Regions from separate parts of the Rattus norvegicus genome. Here region 2 is linked to region 1. The links are chromatin contacts, called in public Hi-C maps. All regions are on one chromosome and are shown on one strand. The core of a region is the stretch at or near the end of the contact, and the rest is flanking DNA. Distances in the headings are between cores, read along the strand shown.

The links. A called contact is a pair of places that touch in the nucleus more often than the background predicts.
Region 2: a contact with region 1 is called in a Hi-C map of liver, with 2.8 times the contacts expected there. The contact joins the promoter of Mplkip here to the promoter of Yae1 in region 1. A contact is called at or near these places in 2 of 12 Hi-C or Micro-C datasets (liver and mammary epithelial cells).

What each region holds. Positions count from the first base shown.
Region 1 is chr17:51,721,119-51,728,001 of GRCr8, reverse strand. Yae1 (YAE1 maturation factor of ABCE1) reads right to left here and starts at 5,420. Exons shown (of 3, transcript NM_001107356.2): 1 at 5,282-5,420; 2 at 3,723-3,844; 3 at 1-2,075. The coding sequence starts at 5,407. The coding sequence ends at 1,661.
Region 2 is chr17:52,066,949-52,073,938 of GRCr8, reverse strand. Mplkip (M-phase specific PLK1 interacting protein) reads left to right here and starts at 2,219. Exons shown (of 2, transcript NM_001109452.1): 1 at 2,219-3,032; 2 at 4,071-4,785. The coding sequence starts at 2,697. The coding sequence ends at 4,271. It overlaps Sugct (succinylCoA:glutarate-CoA transferase), which reads right to left and starts at 1,887. Exons shown (of 14, transcript NM_001014146.1): 1 at 1,789-1,887. The coding sequence starts at 1,882.

The DNA.
Region 1 (6,883 bases), core at 4,171-6,670:
TCCTCAGGACCGAGCTTTTTTGCTCTCTCCTTCCCCTCACGGTTCTCTTCCAACACCAAGCCCGTGAAACCTAAACCCCATTTATGTTTCTTCTGCCCAGATATTGGCATCTTTATTTACCAATCAGATAACTTGAGGGCAGGGTAACTCGGCATTCTATAGACTCTCTCTGGGGCAAGCCAGCATGTACCTGCAATTCTTCATTATGTATGGGGTTAATGTATGCTTGGGACCATATTTAACTTTTAAGTGGATATTGGGTGTGTAGCAAATGCTTTTAACCACTGAACCACCTCTCTAGCTCCCCCAGCTAATACCTGACTTCATGTTCTGTGACTTTTAGTGTTAGGGCACTTTATGCAATTAATGACGGCAAGGGGTCATCTATTTAGGGAATCTTATCAGGGTATGTCTAGATAAAACCTCAAAATTTATTACTCTCAAATCTTAGAATGGTTACACTGTTGGAGATGACTATGTCTATGGAAAATGCAGTATAGAGCAACACTGACACTTTAAAGACTTCTGTGGGTTTGAGATTTCAATATGGAAACTGATCATGAGGTCCTAGGTTCAAAGCCAAGGACCACAAAGTTTCAAAATAAAAACCCAGCCATCAAATGTTTCTTTGATTCTTAAAGCATGTATTAGTTTACCTACAAAACTATTTCAAATTTTGCTACTCCAATTTCTTAATGTTCTGTGCATTTTAAACAGGGACTTAAGAAACTTGCAGAACATATTGTTCCTTTACAAGGTTCTCCAGCCAGTCTCTCATGAATGCATCTTTCAGCACAGCTAAATACTGGCTAGATAGCAACCGATGCTGTCAGTAAGGGACAATTATCTGGGCTGCTCTCAAGTCAGGCATTTCATAATAACTGCAGGTGGGAAAAAGTGATGAAAAATCTCCTTTCCTGATCCTGGGTCATGGAACAAAAATCTCATTGTGACTCTGTCTATTCTAGATTATATATTTCGTGTCAAAGCAGTAATGTTTTTTTAAATTCTAATGTAAATAACAAGCAAAGTTGCAGTTCAGACAGAAATAGCTTGTCACATTTTGAGAAAATATGGCCAAGTCCTCATTACCTAGAAAACTAAGTAGTTCCTTTTCTTTACAGTTTAGTACAAACTATATTTTTTTCTATTTTTCATGAAATTCAACAACTTTAGCTAATATGTAAATAAGGTGTTTTAGTACTTTGCTTTTTATTATTCATTCAATGACATAAATATTGTGTCAGTTTCTACAGTCTCTTGACTTTAACGTATAGCTATCTATAGATCTGCTTCTACTTATCTATGCTAGCCTTCAGGTTGTTTCTGGCAACTCTGGCTTACTTGCTGGTGAAGAGGTCCCAAACCACCCAATTCCAACAAAACCAGAAAGCAACATTAGGTTTTTTTTCTTGTTCTAAAATGTTTGGTTCTTGTTAGTACAAAAACGACTGATTTTGATTAGAAATTTGAAAATGACAATGAGGATTACTGAGTGTATCTAAAACTAGACAATTTACCAATGACAAAGACAAATGTCATTTCATTTACTAGTGTTAATTCCACACAGGAATTAATCAATCAGTGGTTACCTTATCTAGAACACAATGCTCTAAGTAATACTCCGAGCATTACTTCCTCTGGAAAGGGGGAGATAATTTTACAGTTGTCTCAGGTGCTGTAATATGTCTACTGATATTCCCAGCTGTTTCACCAAGTTGGATGTCTGTTCCAGAATCCAAGTGAGGCTTGGCTTTTCCAAATGCGCATGCTCTTGTGTTCTGCAACATTCTGGATGTGAACAATCCATCCCATTCGGACTCCTGTCAGCATCTGTGCTAATGTCAGCACTAGTGTCACCTCTTGCTTCAACAGCTTTCTCAGGCGGGACTACATGACAAAGGTCCAGATCCTCAATGGAGTCCAATAAATCTGTAATGTGTGGCGGTGACGTAACTGATTTCAGATGTTTGATCACACACTCTTCACACTGGCCAACTGCATCCAGAAGGTTATTTATCTTGCCAATCAGCGTTGAACTATTACCATGAAGGTGACACCAGGAAAGCAAAGCGCTGAGGGGAATATAGGAACAAGAGTTAAATAGGAAAAAAACGAGTCACAGGCATTCAGAGTACTAAATACTACACGCCTTTCTTCGAGACCGTACCATGCAGAGATACTGAACTGATAATGCATGTCAAAATTAAGAAGTGATGATGTAAATAACACTGAAGTTTAGACTCAGTATATCTTAATATGTTAATCACTAGACTTAATATTATAGACGATTTTAAAGAATATCCCTTCATAGCACTGTATTTTTATTTTAAGATTCATTTATTTTAGGTATGTTACCAAGTGGTTGCTGGGAATTGAACTCAGGACCTCTGGAAGAGCAGTCAGTGCTGTTAACCACTGAGCTCTCTCCAGCCCCATCTATTTTTATTTTACATTTTCTTGGCCATGTAACTTATGTGCAGTAAGATATTACTTATAGAAAGAACAAAAAAAGTTTCTTATTTTTCTTTCCTTTTAAAATAGAAAACCTAGACTTGTTAAATTATTAAAGACAAAAAAACATTATCCGGAGTATTTTAGAGTTCGACCTGGGCAACAGCTTACTTTGTCAATGTGACCTCAAGTCACTGTTTTTATCTTGGCACTACTCAGTATTTAGCCTAAGGCATCAGGTAGTTGAAGCAAGCGTCCTAACCCTGACCTATAGCACCAGCCCCACTTTCTTCTTTAAGGATATCAAACAGCTTCTAAATCAGTCATTCTAAATTCGTCACACATTAGAATCACCAACAGAGTTTTAATATTCTTGAAAAGTGTTAAGAATTTGACTCCTAATATATTTCATTATTTTTGTTACTTTTCTAGTAGACCCACCTTCCTCCCTGCTTTTTCATATAATATAATAAAAAAACAACAGTTCTTTCTTTTCTCTTTTCGGTGGGTACTGAACCCAGGGCTGTGTGCATGCTGAGCAAACACCTGAGTTACAACCCTCTTTGAAAATGCCATAGACGTAAAGTGTCAATGGATGCGAAACACTGGGCAGTAAGCTTCCTAAGGTCATAAACATGAAGTGAAGATGAACTCCTGGCCATCTTCCTCTTGTTCTAAACAATACACTCTACTGAATTTTCTAAAAGTCTCAACAAAATTTAAAACTTTTTTTTCCTTTTAAATGTAATTCTTTGCAGTATTTTATTTCTTTATAAGGATAGTCTAAAAAGTATCCCCATCAAAGAGGCCTGCCCAACTCTTAGTCACCATGTGTGCCTGACCTTTGGCTCTAGTTTCTGCCATTATTGCTATGGTATCCTACAGGTATTTAAAGTTCAGGACTCAAATAGGACCTCTTTCTATTAGTAAATATGGCTTTCCCCACGGACTTCTAGCTGACAGACCTTCCATACTGTACTCTACTACATGTGCAGGAAAAACAGCTTTATTTAGAAGCTGAAAACTCCATCATGAGTGATTAGTGCTAGTCTAAATGGCACAAAGGGAACGCATTAGGCACACCTATTAAAATGGATGAACTGACAACAACTCTTAGAAAACTTTTTGAAAGTATCTTATGCTCTGAAGTCATGTATTTAACATCAGGAAAAACACTTTTAAACGTTTTATTTTTACATATTACCTACATTAAAAACCACCATTAGAACCGAGGCTAAACGATTCATCACTTAAGATTTTAAAATTACCTCAATGTTCCCCTGAGTAGTCCGTAGTTTAAAATGACATCGGCACCCTCTTTATAGCCTTGATTGAAGCCCTGTTGAAGGGTTACTGCTTTGCCAGCATCTATCCCATCTCTGTAACCTTCCTAAAAGTAAGGAACCAGTTGTAACGGATGCCAAGGAAACCTTTTCAGGAAAAGCACAGAACCAATTTTGAAAACAAACTTAGGTTTTGATTATGTTAACTGAATTACGATGTGGCAGAGACATAAATAAATCCAAAGCAGAATGTTTCTCCCGAAACCTTATTATTGGTTTATCCTTCCTTATCAAGTTTTATTTTTTAAAAATCTTACTTCCAGGCTGGCCTGGAACTCATTATCCCACTGCCTCACCCTCCTAAGTGATGACAGGCGTTATGACTCCATGTCACATGCTCAACTCACTTTGGAAACCTAGGGTTATTGTGCAAACATTAAACATTAGTTGTTAGGGAATTTTTAAAAACCGTGTTAGAAAAGTCTTCACAAAAATGGAAAAACTGCATGTCTAGTCTCTGGATAACTGGTTAGAACAGGGCAGTTAAGGAGGCTGGCAAGGCCAGGAAGAGGGAACTATTTTAGGAGCAGTGCAGAGGAAGTCTGATTTTAGAAATCTAATCGGAACTGTGGAGTAGAGATTTGTCCCCTTATTATTGGTTTAGCCCCAGACGCCTAAGGCATTTTTGTAATGACATGATGGTTGCTGGACTCAACAAATATTAACTTACTGGAACATTAAAGTAGGGTAGTCACAACTGCCCCTTTAAAAGGGTAATTTAATGGCTAATATACTGGGTAGATGCAGTGCTTATCTTTTGACTATTTACGTAACGTATGTTTACCTATTTTTCTGGAGGGAGGCATTTATTTACTTGCATGCCATAGCTTGAGTGTGAAGGTCAGAAAGTAACTTCCAGAAACCCATTCTGTCCTTCCACGATGTGGGTTTCAGGGATCGAACGCAGATCGTTATACTCTGAATCCACTTCTATGTGGAGACAGATCTTAGCAAGTAGTTAGTTCTCACCCAGAAAAAGCACCGATTCTCCCCAGATATTATTAAGAGAGTTTTAATGAGTGTTGAGACAGGTCCGGATCGAATAACGAATTTAACATAAAAACGGAACAGTATTCCCTTCTCTACCTTCCCCTTACCGTCACAGTTCACCTTTCTCAAGCCTTTGTAACACCACGCCTAACTTTGGACTCTCCACCCACTGAACACCTGCGAATCTGCTAGTGAGTGTGTATTTCTCCTCATCTCTTTTTCTCCCCAAACTGCAAACTCTTGAAGGACTGAATAAAGTTCACGTTAGTTGGTCAGTGTCTCTACTCCAAACCCAGCAGGGACTCCGAAAGAACGCGCTTGTTTAAAAGTTATCAACAACCAGAAAATCCTAAGACTGGGGCGACGTTGGGGAGCGCTCGGTCAGAGAGCCGCACTCGTCCGCCCAGGCTTCGGTCAGCGTGCCCCTGCCCGGGGGAGCCTGTGTCCCTCGTGGGAGTCCCTTTTCCCGTGCGTCCCGGGCCCCGCCCATTTACTTGGACTCGTTTCCTCATGTGATCCTGCCATTCCCGCTGCACTAACAGAGATTCGTCTGCTTCCTCATCAAACACGTCCTGGTCTCCAGGGCTGGGGATCTCGGGAGTCGCTCGAAACCAAGACATTGCCAGGAACACCACGAGTCCGGGGCCACCGGAAACGCAGGCAAGTGCTTCCGGTTCGGGGGGCGGGAGGAAAGGGCTTAGGCGTGGGACGAAGGGGCGTGTGCGGCTCCCTGGGCAGCCAGGCGTCTAGGGGCTGGGTCTCCTCCTATGCGTCTGGGTGGGGCGGCGGGGAACGGGGTGGGGGCTGGAAGCTAAGTCCCATCATTCCAGGGTTGAGACTCAGTTTCTGCGAGTGCTGAAGTCATTGGACACCCACGTGCAGCCAAGAACATTAGAATATGAAAGCTGATTCTAGTATCAATTTGAGATTGAGTAATGCGAACACATTTGTAAAACCTGACGTCTCCTCAGTGATTATGACACTTCAGGAATGTGGCTCAAGCATTAGCAACTCCTGGCTCAGAGTACATGTTGAACTGAATACCAGCAGCGTTCTTGTTTTGTCATGTGGTAACTGAATTTTTCTGACAAGTTTTTTGGAATATCTATTTTGTATTAGTCATCATTTTAGGTCTTTGAGGGACAGGAGTAAAAGTTCCCAGTGTCTATGGACTTCCCATTAGTGTAGAAACGGCCAGTTGGCCAACAATAATATATAACTAATAGTTTGAAGACTGTAAGTGATAGGGGAAAAATAACACTGCTGTGAGAGAAGAGGATACAGGTTACTGTTTTAGTTCATTTTACATTTTTGTCCTGAGGACTGAGCCACAAGCCTTGCAAATGAATATATGCTCTGTCAATAAGTTATCCCCTACAGTCCCATTATTATTTTATCTTTTCAGAGAGAATTTTGTATCACAAAAATATATGTGTAAAACTAATTATAAAATGTGTTAAGGTGTATGTATATAGACATCTTAATTAGAAACAAAATGGCAGAACAGGAAGTAATAGAGATAGTGATTGAAATGAGTAAAATACAAAACTCAAAACTACTTCTGTGAATTGGTTCAGTAGGTAAAGCCCCAGGAAATGTGTCAATCGCCATGACTAGTGTGATGGGAGGAGAGAATAAACTCCTACAAATTGTTCTCTGACCTCCACACATGTACTGTTGCACACACGTGCACTCATACACACTCATAGACACACCATAAGAAAATAAATGCAATAAAAAATACAACTCATCCCTTGTTTGATAAGCCCTAAGGGACAGGGTCTCAAGAGATGGTTTAGAGTTAAGAATGCTTGCTGCTTTTCTGGAGGATGCTAATTTGGTTCTGAGCATCTACATGCAGGTGGGTGGTAGCTCACAACTACCTGTAACTCCAGCTCCAGGGAGTCTCAAGCCCTCTCTGGCCTCCAAATGTATATGCAAATACATACAGATACATATAAGTAAAAATAAGTCTTAAAAAAGAAAACAGACAATCCTGTCCTGTCTCTTTCTCATTAAAAAAAAAAAAAAAGCGAGAAAAAATTAAGCAAGACAGGAATTAGGAGGTAACCACCAATGGAGATGAAAAACTATAA
Region 2 (6,990 bases), core at 970-3,469, 350 kb before region 1:
AGGTGAGTCTAAAAAAAAAAAGAAAGAAAGAAAAAAAAACACTTATTTATTCTTGCCAAATTTCTCATTTGAAAGAAGAAAGTCGGGGTTGGGGATTTAGCTCAGTGGTAGAGCAGTGCAAGGCCTGGGTTCGGTCCTCAGCTCTGGGGAAAAAAAAAAAAAGACAAAATAACGAAAGAAGAAAGTCTCTAAAGAGATTAAAATGGGTCTTGTATTAAAGTTTCAGTTTGGAACAATACTTTCAAATGTGCTGGGAAGTACACTATCTTAATCTCCAGGCAAAGTTTTCTCTCCATTTCTTCTCCCAGACTTCTAGTGTATTATCTGGATAGATTGTGGGGACTAGGGCTACACTGAAGCTCATCAGTAAAGAGTCCACCCTGCATACATAAGGCCCTGGATTCAATTACATTCTAGAAGCAGAATGCAAGTAAAAAGATCATTAATATAGGGTAAACTGTGGCCCAATTCTGCATTATTTTCTGCCAGTTATAAAAAAAAGTAATAAACATAATTTTGGTGCCTATCACCCCACTTCTAAGCTCCCTTCATAAGGCAGATTATTGACGCAGTGACATATATGTGTGTGATATATGAGTGCCCAACTGCCAGATACTAAGCTAAACAAAGGAAAGAGAAAACAGATATATTGGCCAGTATAGAAAATATAAATGTTAGATAAGCTGTAGTATGAAGGCTCTAATTATATCACTGTATCCTGATGGTGACATTACCTCTCCATGATTAACTGTACAATTTATCTTCGGAAGTAAGGAATGTGGCCGAGCCTGAATTATATATTGAGAACTTGTCTCAAAAACAAACAAATAAAAAACGAAAACAAAAATAAGCTCAACAAAAAAGTTTTACGGAATTATCCAAGAATGACGCAGGGGCATGAAAAAAATTAAACCCTTCCCCCAAAAGCCCTTGTGTTTATATCTCTATTAATAAAGAATAAAGCTGAGAAGATACTCTTTATTTATATCTGAATGTACTCTTTATTTGTGACTGAAGATGTCAGAGACTGAAGGTTGAAATACAAAGGTGCTATGAATGAATGAAAACCATAAAGGCCTGGAACTGAAGAGATGGCTCAGTGGTTAAGAGTACTTAGTGCTCTTGCAAGAGGATTCAGGTTCTGTTCCCAGCACCGACAAGGTAGATCCAATCACACTGTTCTCCAGTTCCAGGAATTCTGATTACTTTTTGATCTCTAAAGGCATCAGGCACGTTAAGTGCTGCATGCACATAAATACAAGTAATACACTCATACACACAAAAAATCTAAACCAATAAAACCCCCACAGATCCATACCACACGCTGGTCTAATGTATTGAGTCCTAAAATTCCCTGAGTTGATTTCAGAATCTGAAGGGAAACTCCACAAAACTCGTAATTTGAAATTCCATCTTCTACAAGATTTCTGAGACAGGTATCTTATGCAAAAGATGACATTTTCGAATTATCCCGTTTCTCTTTTCCTTTAAATTTCTATTTCTACTTCTTAACCTCGTCAACTTCCATTTTACAAGAACAGAAACGCAGGGCTCAAGTCCAACGTTAATTAGTACAGGCATTCTTAAGTTATCAAGGTAGCAATCTGCTTTCTAAAACTCAGCATTCGGCGGGAGGTGCTATTTTCTAAATTACCAAAACTTGGGGGATTAAAGGCAGGGATGGAGAAGAGAAGTAGGGCACGAACGCGGTCGCGAGCCCTGAGACAGGCGCATCCGAGGCGCGAGCACTCTCCTCAGGGAGCCTGAGCGCTCAGTGTCAGTGGGTACCTGACTGTGGGCGGCCGGTCCACAGCCCCCTCCCGCCGGCCTGGCCTCGGCCGGATCTCCGAAAAGCCACCGCCCTGGCCAGCATCCGCAGCATCGCCCCTCAACCCAATGAGAGCGCCCCAGAGCTCCCTTCCTTGACCTTTGGCCCCTCAGCCAGTCCCGTCCCCTCCGCCCGCCCCGCCCCCTTCACCAACCCCGCCTCCTCCGCCCAGACATTCCGCCTGGTCTCCCTCCCAACAGCACACCCTCCGCTTCGGCCCAAGCCTCGGTCTCAGCCTCACTGGCACCGCCCCCTTGAACCAAATGGTTCAACCAAGTCCCTAGCCTCACATCCTTCGGCCCCGCCCTCTTTGTCTCAGGCCCCGCCCCTAACTCGTCACAACCCACCCCGCGCGTCGATGTTGGCTTCCGCCTCCGACTCGCTAAAGTCCAGGACTCTGGCCCCTGACGCTTCACGCCCTGCTTTCCGGAAGCCTCAAAGCTTAATCGCCCTCTCCCTCTGATCCACCCTTTTCGGGACCGCCTCCTCCGACTCGCCCGGCACAGCCTGATGACCGGTTTTGTCTCTTCCGCTTCCGTTTCCGTATACTGGGGGTCTCCCCGAAGGCGGTGGGTGGCATTGTTCACGCTGGGGTCGGGGACGCTGGGGTCGGGAATTTGGTTTCCCCTTTACAATCTTTCCTCCTCTCAGACACACCCACCCTTATCCGATTTGAGTGATCTATTTAATCTGCTCTCTTGCAGAAGCGTGGTGAGGTCGGAACCTTTGTGCAGCCGGAACTAAGGTGCGCTACTCCGCTGGCAGCCGGAGGACTGCATAAACAGGAATACCAGTTTTCTTCTAGCAGTTGATCACTGAGGTTCCGGTGGGGCATTGGCGAGTGAGCTCTTCAGCTTCGTTTCCTGTTATGCACCGACCGAATTTTCGACCACCAACTCCTCCGTACCCCAGCCCGGGGATAGGAGGTTGGGGTGGCGGAAACAACTTCCGGGGTACCCTGGGCGGGGGGCCGCGGCCGCCCTCCCCGCGGGACGGGTACGGGAGTCCGCACCACACTCCGCCCTGCGGGCCCCGGGCTAGGCCGTACGGGAGCAGCCACTCTCCGCGGCAAGGCGGCAGCTTCTCGGGGGCCCGCTTCGGGTCTCCGTCCCCGGGCGGCTACCCAGGCTCCTACTCCAGGTCCCCCGCGGGGTCCCAGCATCAGTTCGGCTACTCCCCAGGGCAGCAGCAGACCTACCCCCAGGTAAAGACAATAGCTAGCGTTTGCCGAACTCTTACTGTTATGGCAGACGTGATACTAAAATTCCCTTTACGTGGATTGTTTAATCCTCTGATATATGTTGGCCCAATTTTGCAGATGAGTAACCTGAGATGTAAAGAAATTATCTAAGACTACAATACGTGGCGGAGCTATATAGTTCTGTTCCACAGAAACTGCACTTAGCCAGCATACCACATTCGTGTACAAACTTCCTTAATCCTCCATTTCTTCCCCCGCCCCCAGAGGTTTTTGTTTTATTTGAGTTTGGATTTTTTGTCATTTATTTCAGTGAATATTCCTGGATTCCTAGGGGAAGACAGTGAATAATTCCCTACTGTTGTGGAGTATGGCTCCTCTAAACTGTAGTCTACGGCCATTTTCATACAGATGTCCCTTCCTTGTTTGTGCATTCTTGCCTTTTTTTTTTTTTTTAATGCTTACCATTGTTTTTCGAGCCATATTTAGATCTACTCAAAGTTCTCTTGAAGGGAAAAATAGAAAATTTGGAATTGTGGAAATTTCCCCTCTTAATGAGTGAATACAAGACAGGAAGTACCTCTCTGGCTAACAACTTGTATCTAGGTAGGGCGTTTTGCAAACTTGAATATGCTCACCCAGCTGAATCCCTTATGAGTTGGAATTAATAAGAATGGAGAAATTTCATGCCATGTAAAAGTTGTAGAAATTTGAAACCTATCAGGTCAAAAAGTAAGTTTCCAGGAAAAATTGAATACAATTAATCTTTGCTTATACTGAATTTATTTGTATTTAATAGCTGCAGAGATATCACATTGGAAATTGAAAGGTTTTTTTAAGATGATAGCAGATATTTTTTAAAGAAAACTACAAATGGTTTTAGTAAGTCTTAAAAGCACTAGATTAAAGAAATTTGCAACTGAATATATTGGGTTTCAATTGGCAACTTTTGATGTGATTCCCCACTAATATTTAACTAGAGGAGAAAGTACCAATTATCTCTTCTTAGATGTTTTTTTTTAACTGATCATTTTTTTCCTAAAGGGTTCTCCAAGGACATCTACACCATTTGGATCAGGGCGTGGTAGAGAAAAAAGAATGTCTAATGAGTTGGAAAGTTATTTTAAGCCTTCAATGCTTGAAGACCCTTGGGCTGGCCTAGAACCAGTATCTGTAGTGGATATAAGCCAACAGTACAGCAATACGCAAACATTCACAGGCAAAAAAGGAAGATACTTTTCTTAACATTTCTGAAATTCAACTGGAAGCCTCATGTGTCAGGAACATCTTGGACAGAACTTTTACTTGTGAAAATGAGTTGAACCCAAAGATGATGACTTTGAATAATGATTAGCAGACCCTTGGTATATCTCTAACTTTATCAAGTGTTGATATTAGAGGAAATGATAGGGTAATTTACAGTATTTAGCTATCTGGGAGTGTGTACCACGGAACACAGTTTTCATATTTAACATTTCCAAGATAACAAACATTTGTTTTTTTCAGTGTTTTACAATAAAACATTTTTGTCTTCCTAATTGTGATTTTGTTGATATGTAGAATTGCTAAAATAATGCTTCATAATCACTTAGAATTTGAGGGTGTTTTACAGACTATTTTTTTAACGAAATAGATAAGCTACCCTAGACAGTTCTCTATATATTTATTAATAGAAAGTTGTTCTACATTCATTTTTTTGCATTTCTGTTAAAATATTGAAACAAAAAAAATCACTGGAAATCACTTAACATTACTTATACTTTTTACTTATTTAACCACAAAAGGCCAGGATAAGAAATAAGAAATGTGTGTGTGTGTGTGTGTGTGTGTGTGTGTGTGTGTGTGTGTGTGTGTGTATACATATATATATATATATATATATATATATATATATATATATATATGCAGTTCAGTGTTCTATCAAAGTTTCTCTATATTTTGAGCATTATAGACATACTTTCTCTTGAAGCCAAAGAAGGTGGTATGTTGATTTCTTGTCATTGTGATAAAATGCCAGGGGGCATTTTGGGTCATAGTTTCTAAGGTTCCAGTAGAAGTTCAGCTGAATCCATTAGTTAGTCTTGAGGTGAGCCAAAATATCTGTAGATAAGGCAGAAGCTGCTCACCCTTGGCTACCAAGGTATAGAAAGACAGAAGGGGCCAGAGACAATTGGAGCCTTTTCTAGAGCACCTTCGCCTTTTTCTACTTCCCAATAATAGCATCATGTGAACCATTGAGGTATTAATCCACTTAAGAGGTTAACACCCTGACAATCTAATCACTTCCCAATAATCAGACAAGCCTTTAACATATGACCCATTTGGGAAGACACTTCACATCCATACCACAACAAATGGCTAATAGTAATGGCTCAGATCACTTCCCATGACAGAGACAACAAATATGTATTTGATTCCATCAGTCCCAAAGGAGACATGACAAAGCCAGTTTACTATGACCTACACAGTAAGGCCTAATTACCTTGACTTGTGGGCACATTTTTAATCTGAGAAAGGGTTCTATGAACTTTAGCTTTGCCTGCCTGAAGTAGAAGGAAAGGGATGCTGTGTATATACCTATATTAATAGAGATAAAACTTGGAGGGCTATTCCTCAGTTTTTAAAATTCAAGTCTTGAACAGTACAGTCTGTTGAGAAAATTGTCAGCATTCTCCTAAAGAAAAGTGAAATGACCAGGCCGCCTAGTTGGTCCATACCTATTTTTTTTTACTGGAGTGGGGACCCACTAGAAGGATTTTATGTAAATAAAGGCTGCATTGAAGCCAGAGCTTTAACATTTTATTAGCTAGATTCCCGAGTTTTATCATGTAAAAAGAGGAAATTCATAATACTTGTCTTTACCCCTATATTCTGAGTTTTTAGAATAGTGCCTATAGGGACAAGAGAGATGTCTCAGCAGTTAAGAGCACCGACTGCTCTGTCAGAGGTCCTGAGTTCAATTCTCAGCAACCACATGGTAGCTCACAGCCATCTGTAATGGCATCTGATCCCCTCTTCTGGTGTGTCACAGAGACAGTGTACTCATATACATAAAAGAAGTAAATCTTTAAAAAAAAGAATAATGCCTATAAAATAATAGGCACCAAATAAATGTTTAATAAATACATAAATTCTGTTTGTAACTTACGCTCTGCCTAGTCCCATGTGTATAGGGGTTAATAGTGATGTTATGTGACTATTTGAAAGAAAACATCCCTACTCAACATCTTGGTTTTTTTCATATATTATATGTTTGATGCATATTGTACTTAATAAATAAATAACACTTGAAAACAATTACTAAACAGTCTCTTAGAAAGTATGTTATTGGCAAAGATGAGAAATTAAAGCCAGATACAGTTTTACATGGTTGTAATTCCAGCTACTCCAGAGGCTGAGTTGACTAGATTGTAAGGTTGAAGCCAGTTTGGGCAATTTAGCAAGACTTTGCAAAAATAAATAGGGAAGGTTTTAATGTGTTGCCTTTGTACCATGTTTAGAAGACATTCAAATACAGCTTCAGGTTTCATTTTAAACTCTGTTAATTAACATCTGCCTTCAGAGGTCTAGCTAACCTCTGACTTAAGAGAGAAAACTTTGTCCTCAGCATTTGCATACACTATTAGTCATGAATTCAGAATTAGGTTTTTGATCTGGTTTTGCTTAGTTTTTGCATTGAGATAGTCTTGCTATGTAACTGGTTTACATGAAACTCACTATGTAGATCAGACCAGCTCTGAACTCAGAGATCTGCCTGCCTTTGCCTCCAGAGTGCTGGGATTAAAGGAGTCTTAATTTTTAAAAAGGGTTCTTGAGCTGAGCTTAGTGGTGCACACCGTTGCTCCCAACCCTTGAGGTGTCAGGTAGATCTCTAAATTTGAAGTCAGCGTGGTCTACATAGTGAAGTCCAGGACAGCAAGAGCTACACAGTGAGCCGGTCATGGAAAAACAAGAACAACAAAGA